2 separate regions of the Mus musculus genome follow, and region 1 is linked to region 2. Evidence: chromatin contacts called from public Hi-C data. All regions are on one chromosome and are shown on one strand. The core of a region is the stretch at or near the end of the contact, and the rest is flanking DNA. Distances in the headings are between cores, read along the strand shown. Region 1 overlaps Zswim6 (zinc finger SWIM-type containing 6). Region 2 has its middle 14 kb from the start of Gm32090.

What was found. Hi-C and Micro-C count contacts between places; a contact is called where the count stands out from the background.
Region 1: a Hi-C map of cerebral cortex shows a contact between it and region 2, with 2.0 times the contacts expected there. The contact joins two enhancer-like sites. A contact is called at or near these places in 3 of 484 Hi-C or Micro-C datasets (cerebral cortex, mammary gland and nephron progenitors) and 1 of 9 other capture datasets (embryonic stem cells).

What each region holds. Positions count from the first base shown.
Region 1 is chr13:107,762,861-107,768,725 of GRCm38.p6, forward strand. The region is part of intron 8 of Zswim6 (zinc finger SWIM-type containing 6); the gene reads right to left. Among named protein-coding and RNA genes, the nearest start is that of Gm52061, 76 kb to the left of the region's middle. Within about 2 kb of position 3,696, at least 30 of the 459 cell types and tissues checked have an H3K27ac peak or open chromatin away from gene starts, as enhancers often do. A contact at or near this core is called in cerebral cortex, where this site is marked.
Region 2 is chr13:107,596,325-107,602,275 of GRCm38.p6, forward strand. No RefSeq gene overlaps it. Among named protein-coding and RNA genes, the nearest start is that of Gm32090, 14 kb to the right of the region's middle. Within about 2 kb of position 4,382, at least 65 of the 459 cell types and tissues checked have an H3K27ac peak or open chromatin away from gene starts, as enhancers often do. A contact at or near this core is called in cerebral cortex, where this site is marked.

The DNA.
Region 1 (5,865 bases), core at 2,446-4,945, 170 kb after region 2:
GTCCGCAACCCAGTGGTGACATCTTGGCTGCATTACCCCTTGGTGGCTGTTTCTTGGTGAAAAGTACAGTAATAATTCTTAGGAAGATGAGGAAGTGAGGGCAGAAGTTTATTAGGAACTGTTTTAAGGAGAAAACAGACATCTAATACCAACTCTGAGATCCCCATTAGCCACTAATGTAAGAAGAATGTGGATTATCAATGATCTGTTATAGATCAACAACATTAAACAAAGGAAGGAGTCTATTTTTGGTATAAATAATGTACGTATTCATGGCTTTACTACGGCAAACCCTATCTTAACATCTAGCCAAACTACTACAGTCTGTATTTAGACTAGAGGTTTATAAAACCACAAAAGTGAAATTATTCTAAACCATTTAATTTGTTATAAATGATTTAATTGTACATGCAGATAACTAAGGCTACAGTATCTTTAAGAATCTCCAATTTGTTCTGTAATGAAACCAAGTGACCTTTAATGACCTCATTTAATCCCCAGAGTCTATTACTTCCTATTAATACATATTTACAGTTTTCTCCTTCCTACATGGGGTATTAAATGGATAATTAAACCCTAGAAACAGCAGTCAAAAGAAAGACAGTTCGGATAATTACACTCGAGGTATTTATCATAGGTTTGTTCACTGTAAAGTCCATGTTCTTCATTTTCTAACTTCTGATTTAAACTACAAATTACTCTGTGAAGCAGAGAAAATCTCCCTTCCCCTGAACCCCACAGCAAGAGAATTCATAGGCCTGTGACCAAAGAGCACAGAGTCACACAGCTATAGAGCCCAGGCCTGTAGGAGGACACATGCACAGGGCCAGGTGTCCAGAAAGAGCTCTGAATTATACCACAGGAAGAAACAGTGACCAAGAGAGACCACTCCATCCTGCCTATGAGCAGGCGGCTCACAGAACCTATAGACTGCATGAGATCAAGTAGTGTTGCCAACTCCAGGGCTGCCATCAGGACTGGGTACAGGCCAGGGCAAAGACATTGACAAAAGATCTTTAGCATCCTGTTGCCAAAATGTCACTGGATCCCAACTCTGTAAGCTTGTTCTGTGCTTGTGATCAGCTTACTGTCATCACTATTGCTCTCAAAAGCAGCATAAAGCTATTTTTCACCAATGTGTTTGTCTTTCCAGAGGGCCTGAAGTTAGAGTCCTTGGAAACACGGCTGCTGATAGACAGCGAGACTGCCTAGAGCAAGTTCAGCCAGGATGGTGGCACTGAGGACAGGCAAACAGGCCCTTTGCCAAGACTCATGGCCACTCGGTCACTGCCATTTTGCCTTTGCAGAGTGTAAATGCTTGACAGAGACATCTAACTGATAATGTTATCTAGGCAACTCTCCGGCCTTCTTATGCTTCCGTTTTCTTGTTTGTAACATTAGCACTAAAAAGTTATACCTACATCACAGTGCTGTTTTGAGGAGTAAGTAATGTGATGTATACAAAAGACTGCTGAGTGTAGTGCTTGAAAACAAGTGTGGACAACTGTGCTGCCAATAGTAGTAGCTAGACCAAAATGGAAACTTAACATAGCAACAACAACAACCATCACAACCAGCACCACCAGCACCACCAGCACCACCAAGGTCCTCCGCCATCTTTCTGTCTCCCTCCCCTCCTCTTTTAGGTTACGAAACAATGAGCAAAGCTAGACTGGACACCTTCCAGCCATTGTTGACAGTAAATACCTTTCCCACTAAGCCTACCCTTGTCCTGGTCCACACTGCTTCTCCTTCCTGGAACCTTAGTACTACTTCTCCCCTGTAAATCCTTCCCATCCACACCTTACAAACCACACTCATGGGTCAGGTTCTACCATCAACGGCTTCCTGGCTCATTATAACTGTTAATTTACGTGTCTCCTGAGGCCTGAGAGGTGGACTCCCCCCTTATTATCAGAACCATTGCTACAGAGGAAATCTAGATCCAGTGCCTCTGCTCTTCTGGGTATCGTGCTCTGTGTCCCTTGAAATAAAGCTTCTGGGAAGGGAAGGGGGTGCCGGGAGCACACGCCGTAGTAAAGCTGTATTCTTTGTGTGCCCAGGAGAAGACAGACCGATAAGAGAGATGGCTTGAGTTCTGCCCTGGGTTCAGCGGTATGGATGTTCCCCAGTCTGTGCTGACACCCTTCTGCTGCTGTAGGGCATTCTGGGATTGCTGTTTGCTGCACAGCCCTGACAAAGTAAGCCTGTACACAACCAGCCATTTCTGGGCTGCTCTCTAGCTCCTGACGCAAAACAAGTGACTCCTCAATTCGGTTTGCATCACCCCTGACTTCAATATGTGTCAAAGTCTGCATGTACCACAGAAAGTTAGGGTGGTACTTATTAAGACTGCTGCATTCAGACATGTAAGATGATGTTTCCCAGTACAGAACGGTTATAGATTTTTATTTCTGTCTGTGAACAAAGAGTATCCTAAATTAAGAGGTTATTTTCTGAATGTGTGACTTCAAGAATAACAAGGTAGGTGCAGATGAACTGTTTTTTGTGTCTGGGATGCAAATGAGAGAACATTTGGGTCGAGGAAGCAGGTCAGTTTTTTACTGTTTTTCCATAAATACGGCTGCAATTGGTGGGTTGAGTTTTCTACTGGTGACTGTAGGTTTACCCTGACTCCAAGTGTCCCAGGTATAGGTAACTACCACTTGGTCTCACACCTGACTCTGGAACAAGGTAGCGGTTGCCTTATTCTTCAAATGGAATTAGAATGAGAAAGAAACACTTAACTCTGCCTATTTGTGCTCACAAAGAAATGGATCCCCAGAAGAGAAGATGTGGAAGGGGTGCCAAGGGCTATCACCACCTTGCTCTCGGCAATACCTGAACAAGCTTGGGATGGGTTGGTTCTGCCCTTGCCACCCATCTTCTCCCTATGAGAAGGCTCCAAGTCCCAAGACTGCAAAGCTAATGGTTTTCCTCCAGAGAAAGCTAACAAATGTGGGCAAAGGTCTTACACAACACTTGACAATGAAACTAAGAATTCTCCCCGTGACAAAACTGTAATTAAACTGCATTTAACTGTTTCCTCTAAATGACATCCATTTTAATTAGGTGTTAATAGACTGGTCGCCACAATCTATAGCTTTATGATGCAAAGTAAAATTATAGTCTTATAAAACATTTACAGAAAGAGACCCACTGAAGCCTATGAGAGGTACACTATTCCCCTTCACACCCTAAAGACTGGCATGGTAATTAAGTCCAGGGAACAGGCAGCTCTTAGGGTTAATGTTAGGTGTGCCTGCCACAAGTCAGCACGGGGCTGCTCTTTCAAGCCACAAGTTATTTCTAAGATCTGCTTTCCAGAGACTACCTGTGTCACTAATGAAGCCTGTAAGTGCAGACGTACATCTTCCATAGACTGCCAAAGGCAAGGCCCTTATCAAACCTGCAGCCGTTCCACCAGCACCAAGGGCTTTCTTCTCTGTCTTAAGATTGCAGTCCTTTCTTTCCCCGACAGCTGCTGAGGATGCAAAGTTGCTCATCTTCAGAATACTGTTGTGTGTTTTGGAAAATGAGCATCACACACAGAGAGTAATATTAATATTTGAGAGACTGATTCATGCCCAAGATAAATGCATGTGCAAATGAGGTGTAACAGAAGGTCGTAACAGAGTGCATCTGTATCTATTCTGTCCCACAGTATGAGCATCAGGGAGAGAGTCACAAAGATTACCCAGACAGAATGAGTATCACAGGCACAGGAAATCCTAGGAACAAGGAGCCTCTCTGGGAGCTGGAGAACGGGGGAAGAAATGGGCTACTGCAACCAACTTTGCATATTTATATGAAAAGGAAAAGTTTAAAAAAATGAATGTGTTACTTTCAACTACTTCTGAAGCATCAACAGTGTGAAACTTCATAAATCACATCTAAGCAGAAAGTTACGAATCTTGGGAAGGGGGCTATCTGGTCCTCTGAAAAAGATTCTGTCATCTCCTGGCTGACAACCTGATGGCTCCAAGTCCTTTGCCAAGAAGCAGAGCTACTTGGCTAGGGTGCCGGTTCACTCTTAGCCCACGGAAGCTCTCGTGCCAGGAATCTTTTTTTTTTTCCTTTCTTGGTGCATTGGCCACTGCCAGACATGGACCCATCGAATCCACTGGTGCTAAGGAGTTAAGCATCTGAGATTTAATTTAACAGTTTCGGCTTTATTAAGCTGTCACGGAGGGAGCGGCCCCACGTTGATAGCAGGAGCTACTCCAATTACGGCTTGGTTTAGGGTTGACAAGTGTAATGATTCATCCGTGGCACATGAGAAGCAATAAAAGGTTGTTTTGCATTACAGCTTTAAAAATGTGGGCACTTTTTCCATTTAATTTGTCACTTAGCTTTTGCTAAGAGGACATTTAAATTGCAGTAAAAGGCAAATGGGGCTTTTAGTTTAAATGTAATCCCCATATTTAAATGATCTGTAATGGTGCAATGTTGGAGTGGGAACACTATTGTCTCACAGTGGGTCCTGATGGTGACATGTGACATTTGTATTCAGGTCCTGTATTATCCATGTGGCTAAAGGGCTTCCAATTTCATTTCACAGCCAGAAGCCTGCAGAAAACACCAATTAACTTGCAGATCCCATTTGCCGACAAAACTCAGCCTCTCTTCAATGTCTGGCATCTGGCAGTGCTCAGCATTTAATTCCAAAGCAGCGCCTTGAAGCAATGTGAGCCCTGTGTAGGGGCACAAAGTCAAATTCCCCCATTTTATTAAGAAGCAAAAGCCTTTCCTTTTGGAGTCTAGAAGGAACTTTGAGTTAATTTTTTGGTGAACAGATACTAGGATGTGATCGCTACTATGACTTCTGTGGGGGATTCCTCACAAACTTTAGATCCCACAACAACGGCCTGTGACCTCCACTTGGCATCAGAGTACACAGGCAGAGTTCACTAGTCTACCAATGATTTCAGGGAGGGGCTTGGGGGAGGGAGGAGGTGAGAGAGCGCGCGTGTGGGTTTTTGTGTGAGTATGTGTGTGTGTGTTTGTAGTTGTGTTCTTGATCCTTGTCTGCAATCAAACATCTTGAGTAAAGCCTGGGTCTCTGTAGAGCAGTCCTGTCTTGGGAATATGTATCAGCTGCCAAAAACTTCGGCCCAGTGAGAAGTCCTACTGCTGACTGATGGTCTCGGCATACATTTTCCAAAGCCAGCATGGAAAGGTGAGATGTGACTACAGATTAAATGTGAATCATGCAAACTTCACTCTACATTATCATTTGTATTCTTTCTTTCTTTTTTCTTTTTTTTTTTCTCTTTTCTTGGCACTTTGAAAATATTCAAGTGGCACTTGTTTTCCTAACCAGTTATTTATGCTTTCATATTTCTGAGTACCACAGCTTAAAATTTTATACACTTCATAGTAATCCAGTATTTTCCCTACACGATCCCCTTCGTTATTGGTTTTCAATGCTAGTCCTTTTTCACCTTTATGAACCAACGAGTGAATCCAACATGTACAACAGAGTCACAAGCTAAAAAGGCCTCATTTGGAAAGCTAAATCATTCACTTTGTTTACTTAAACCACGTATTACCCTTTCTTCTTCAATTCCACACTGTGCCTCAAACCTCCAGGCAACACATGGAAGCTGCTTACTGTTCACAGATCGACTTACATTTGACTGGGGTGGGGGCAGCTACTATCAGATTTTCAGGAGATCAAGTAAAGTACGGGACACAATACGCTATTTTTAAGAAACACTGGAGAAAAACATTCACAGATACACTTTAATATTTGGCAAGTAGCAGACCTACTTGTATAGAAACAAACCCACCAGAGTATCTACCAAGAGTCACGTTCCTGGAGAAGCAGGAAAGAAACCCTGACTTCAGGTTTTTAGGAGCTTG
Region 2 (5,951 bases), core at 3,132-5,631:
GACCCAAAGCCTTACTTCCTCCTTTGCAGAGAGAGTCGTCCAAGCCAGATGCACTTACACAAGTCTTTTCTGGGGGCACAGGAAATGGGGTAAGAGATAGGACACAAAGTCTTTCTTTGGTAGCCAAGGCTGCCTAGATGGTAATCTCTGCAGTGTACAGCTAGGGGCACAGTGGTCTCAATCTCAGAGATAGCATCATTCTGGGACTTGGAATTGCCTGAGTTGTCCAGCCTTCCCCAGATGTGCGTAGATCAGCACACACCTGATCCATTATCCCCTTCTGTTTCAAGTAGATGCCATGATTTCTGTCCTCAGAGTGGTTCAGGACTGGCCAACCATATGGGACACCCAGAACTGGCCAAATTTTTAACATATTCTCCATTATGTGACAAAACTATTTTCAGTGGTAATCGTGTAGTAATCAGTAATTATTCTTCTCATGATTCATTCATTAGTTTTAAAAGACTAAATTTCAATTTAAAATATTAATCAGATTTGATCACTTTTATGTATGAATTACTAAACTTAAACACAAATTAAAATTCCAAGTGGTTATGCATAATGACAAAATGAAGTCCGACTGCAGAGTTTTTGCCATCTTGATACCATCCCCCTTATCAATTGTCTAAATACAAACAAAGAGCTAGTACTACTGACTGGCAACACAACCTGAGCCTGAAGCCAGCCCAACCCATCTCATGCTGCTTTGCCTTAATGGGCCTTCTCTTAATTAACTTCCACACAGATACAGTATTCATTAAATGATAAGTAATAAGATAAAATATGCTAATTATATGTAGAAACATCCACACATGTATGTATGAATATATGAATGTGTATATATAAGTGTGTGTGTGTATACATATACATGTACATATATATATAATACAACAGTCACCCCAGCAATTGTTTAGTACATGGACCAACAAAAGATTTGGGCAGAGGATGATTTTATCACTGACATTGTTTAGAATTGCTGCCCTGGGGATAATAAAAGCCAACTGACTTACAGTCAATTTTATTATTGGTTTTAAATCCTCTACAGACGACACAGCCCTGCACCATGTGCTCCAGCAGGGACAGTTCCAGCTACCCAGTCCCTGATGTCACAGAGCCTCGGTGAACATGTAAGGCCTTTCCAGAAACAGCTTGACTCCACAGAAAGGGCTTCCTGGGAGAAGAGGGGGATGAAGACACCAGGTGTTGTCACCAGGCACCCCTCACATACATTAGGCATCATAGCCTGTGCCTGTGGTGGTACCCTAGATTTCAAAACACTACTGAAACACAAAAAGCTCCCTCAACCATGCCGTGGGTGGTGAGGAACTGAGAGCCCCAAACTTCTGAAGCCTAGTGTCACATTCTCAAACTGAGGCAACTCATATACTCCATGGAGAGAAAAAGTGTGCTTCGGTACAATAAAAGGCCGTTTCAAGTCATTAGCGAACACACAAATAACTGACCCCACACATGTTAACTGATGCCAATGCTGCTTTCAATCCTATGCCTGCCATCCGTTTTTCTGGGCCATGAGCAGCACACTCAGAATCCTCAGGGCCAGGAGGAAAAGCCTTTTGCAGAAGTATACCACTCTCCACTCTGTGAAGTGGGGTGTAGCCCCTGCCCTGGTGAGAGGAATTTGTCTCTCCTTCCCCAGTCCTGACCACTCTGAGAGATGGCCATGCTTCTTTAAGACCAGAGACTAGAATTATGTCCTGTGTGCTTCAAAGTAGAGAGGGACAGACAGACAGACAGACAGACAGATCTGAGAAAGGCTACTTTCCTGGGTCTGAGGAGAGTCCAAGTCGCCCCTTCTCTTACTGATGAGCATCCTCTAACATAGAGGTGCAGATTCACACAGGGGCACTAAAACCACCAGCCAATTTGAACACTGAGTTCCATGACCTCATGGGAATCCAGAGGAGAATGCATCCCTGTTAAAAGGAAAGGTGAGTTGTATGCCAGTCCTCTTACTTGGCGCTATCTAGAAGGGTGTCCCAGTATCTCAGCCCACAGGGCCAGGGTATAGTCCTGCCCTTCTACAGGACCAAGAAAGTCTAACACATGGCTTGAGCCTAGGATACTAAGAGTAAAACATAGCCCCTAAATTCAGGTCTCTGCATTACTGTCAAAGGGCTTTTTTTTTAACAAAAGATTAAGGTCCTCAATGACTCCAGGGCACAGCCCAGTATCCAGAGTCCTGTTACAATGGCCCTTTGTGAAATGGGCCTTTGTCCCAGAAAACAGAATGACTTCTGGCATTCTTTACCGGACAGCAGCCCAGTGTGGAGATGTCACTTGGATGTTTCAGCAGACAGATCTCCCAGACCCAGCTGGCTGAGGTTTGTTGCTGGTGGGACCCAGGATGAGTCACATGCTAAAATGGTTGATACATATGAACATGCTTTCTCCAGTTAGCAGGCTAGCACACCAGGGAGCTGAGGTGCTGAGCAAGCTGGACTTCTCTGTATCCTGACACAGCTAATGGCATTTATGTCCAAACCTGGTAGGCAATTTTAACATCTCTTTCATTGTCCCCCACCCTCAGCTGTCCCTCATACAGGGGGCAAATATATTATAGGAAAAGGAGTGGGGAGAGAGAGGCAGAGGCAGAGGAAGAGGCAGAGGCAGAGGCAGAGGCAGAGGCAGAGGCAGAGGCAGACAGAGACCAAGAGAGAGAAACAGAAAGAGAGACAGACAGAGACAGAGGGCAAAGAGACAGAGACAGAATCTAAGAGAGTAATAAATGTTACTTCTCTCTGCTACCCAGGATCCAAATGTCTCCTCTGGGGTAGGAATCATAAAATCTCCTCCCACCAGAAAGGCTGGCAACACTATCCCACCTAGACACAAAAACAGGCTGATAGCCCACAGTCAGGCAAGACGATGCTCACAGCTGAGATGCTGTGCACTGTATCTCAGGGACAATCATGCTCAAGGAGGGTTGGACTTCCTCCTAACACTGGCAGAGTCCAGGCCTGCAGACGGTGAGGGGGTGGGGGCGGGGATGCTGTCAGGTCCTCCCAAACTAGAGATAGACACAGGCTAGACTTTGAATCACCATTATGTAGCTCCTGCTGCTTTTCTGAGCTTAAATCTGGAGTTTTCTGCCAATTCTGCAAGCCACTGATAACCTCTAGTACACTCACTTCTGGTTAAATCAGCTTCCCTTAGAGTCTGTCCTTTGTGATCAGGAGTTTTGCCTGATGCTGGAAAAGATACAGCCTGGAAATAAATTACTCAAAATCCACAGAAAAAAATATTAATATGCCAACACGTTATCACAGGATTAATTAAAAAAACAGAGGGGGGTAGAACATTCCCGTCATCTCAACACCTGGGAGATGGAGGCAGGAGGATTAGTTCAGTGTCTTCCTAGGTTACACAGCAAGTTCGAGGTTAGCCTTGGCTTTATAAGATCCTGTCTGAGAAAAAGAAAGAAAACTTTTTTTTTTTAATCCTAACCGTGGAAATGAGGAACAGCGTTTATGTCAAAAGTAGCACGGTTAGTTGAAGTCTGATTCTTTTGCTTGTCGAGGTGATCAGTCTTCAGAATGGAGACATGAAGGTGGCACATGTGGCACACACTCACACGAGAGATAGGAACGTGGAAACGAGACACAAACGTGTGTGCGAGAGACAGAAAGGGAGCTCTGGGGATTTAGAACTGGTTTTGTCCGGGGCTCCCATCTCCAGCCTCTGCAACAGTAGGGCCTTGAGCTAATTTTTAAAGAATGAAGGAATAAATGAATGGATGAAATATTAGTGCAGGAGGGCCGTGGGGAAACACCATTCACTGCTATGAATGACTAGGGAAGGTTTGTTAGATATTTTAAAGTTGTTTTCTTCTTTCCCTATTTCCAGCTCTTTTCATCACGTGTTTCTGTTTTCCTGAGAAAAGGGAGAAAAATAATGTTTTTCTTAGCCCAACCCACATTTGGTGACCCAACTTCCCCTAATATTTATGGGTCCCCTCTAGAGACTTAAGATGCATTGGAGAGGGGTGATAAGGGCAAAGGAGCAAAAGTTCCCCTTGCCAACTGGAAATGCTTGAGGAGACAATCCATTAAGAAGCCTGGCTCTGCCTCCAGCAAACACCACCTTCCTGTGGGCGGTGCACACGGGTGACCTTCACACCCCACAACCGGAACCTGGAACAGAAGAGACAGTCTGGGGCAATCCAGTAGAGGACATGCTAAAGGGGCAATCCAGCAGAAGCCATGCTAAAGGTCTTCCCGCCCCCACCTCTCACCCCCTCCCCACCCCCACCCCCTGGTTGTCATCACTCTGTTTCCTGGCCTGGCCACCACTCAGTGCACACTGCAGCGTCTAAACAATGGCAGATTCAATAGCCAGAGGGAGTTCAAAAGGGTCGACTGCCATCAGATTGGCATTCAGCGGAGCCTGCTACCAACTCAGCAAGTGGGATCCGGTTCCATTCCGGAATGAGTAAGCAGGGAAGCAGCAGTGCTGCTGGAGCCAGGAGGTGGGCGCCAGGCAGCCCTGAACTCTCCCAGCAGGAGAGTAGAGAGGATTGAATCAGCCAGGTGAGGTGAGAAGAAATGCAGTGTGCAACAAAATCACCCGGTAGAGCTAGCTGCACACCTGCCAGAGCCCCTCTAAAACACACACACACACACACACACACACACACACGCGCGCGCGCGCGCGCACGCACACACACACACACACACACACACACTCCTTACGGTGCAGGGAATCATACAAAGGAAACCGTGGCAGGGCACCACCCTCAAGGCTCCACATTACTAATTCTGTCCCTTTATTTTGCTGCAGCTGCCACTTCCCCCATTCTATCCAAACATGCTCTATTTGCCCCTACAAGGCACAGCCTGTGACATGTCTTCTTCCTTATGATGAGGCACCACCATGCTTCGCAGTCATCCAGTGATGTCACAGCTAAGCGCAGTCCCACTCAAGGCTGGCCTCAGTTCTGTGCTCTTCTCTGAGTTCAGCCAGCGCAGCTTCTCCCAAGTTCTAGGTCCCAGCTCTGAAGGACCCCAAGATTCTGTAGTGCGGCCACCAGATGTCTATGCCCTGATTCTATGGCACTGGCCTCTGAGTAACCAAGACCAGTCAAGCTAGCTCCTCTCTTCGCCTCATCTGCACTTCGGGTGGTAACTGCTTCCTGAAGCTATGGTTTGGAGATACCCCAGGCTTATTTAACCCTTTGTCTAACAATATGAGTTAAATCAATGCCCTTTGTTAAATTCTCTTAAAATAATAACTGCAATCAACCTAAATAATGTTTACATGTGACTTTCTATAATACCATTAGTTATTTGGATTTTCTTTCAATTTAAATAAAAGTCATGTTTATGCTTTAATTTTATAATCATTTAATATATAGATATGTATAGCATAAATGTATGCTATAATTATATAAATGTTTATGTCATATAGTGTTCTCCCCATTGGACTCCTACTGATACAGGAGAAACACTCATGAGAAGAAAAAAAAAGGTCTCAAGTTGAATTTGCTAATGAAGACAGATCTCTGGAAGCTTTGATGGAGGTCCACCTCTGCCTTGCCTGAGGTGGGCAGGAGAGCTTTTCATCTAGCATGTTCAAGTGACACTTCTCAAGAAGCTGTGGTCAAGACCTAATTGGAAGTTACCGCCCACTAAACTGCTCAACTCAAGGCTATTTCTCACTTAGCTCTGAAAGATTTTCATTAGGGACAGTTGAACAGTCCAAAAGCACATGGCCCCTAAATTTCGAAGGTTTCCAGAAGGAAGGATAAGGAGTTCTAAAGAAAGAGGAAAACCAGGCCCAATCAGAGAAGGGATTGCATAGAGCAATCCACAGAAGGAGTATGCAATCTAACTGTTCCTAAAGACCAAAGGGAGGCCATTGCACTTGAAGTCGGGAGGGGGAAAGACTATTAAAATCACAGGTGGTTGCAATAACCACGTATACATTTGGTGCTG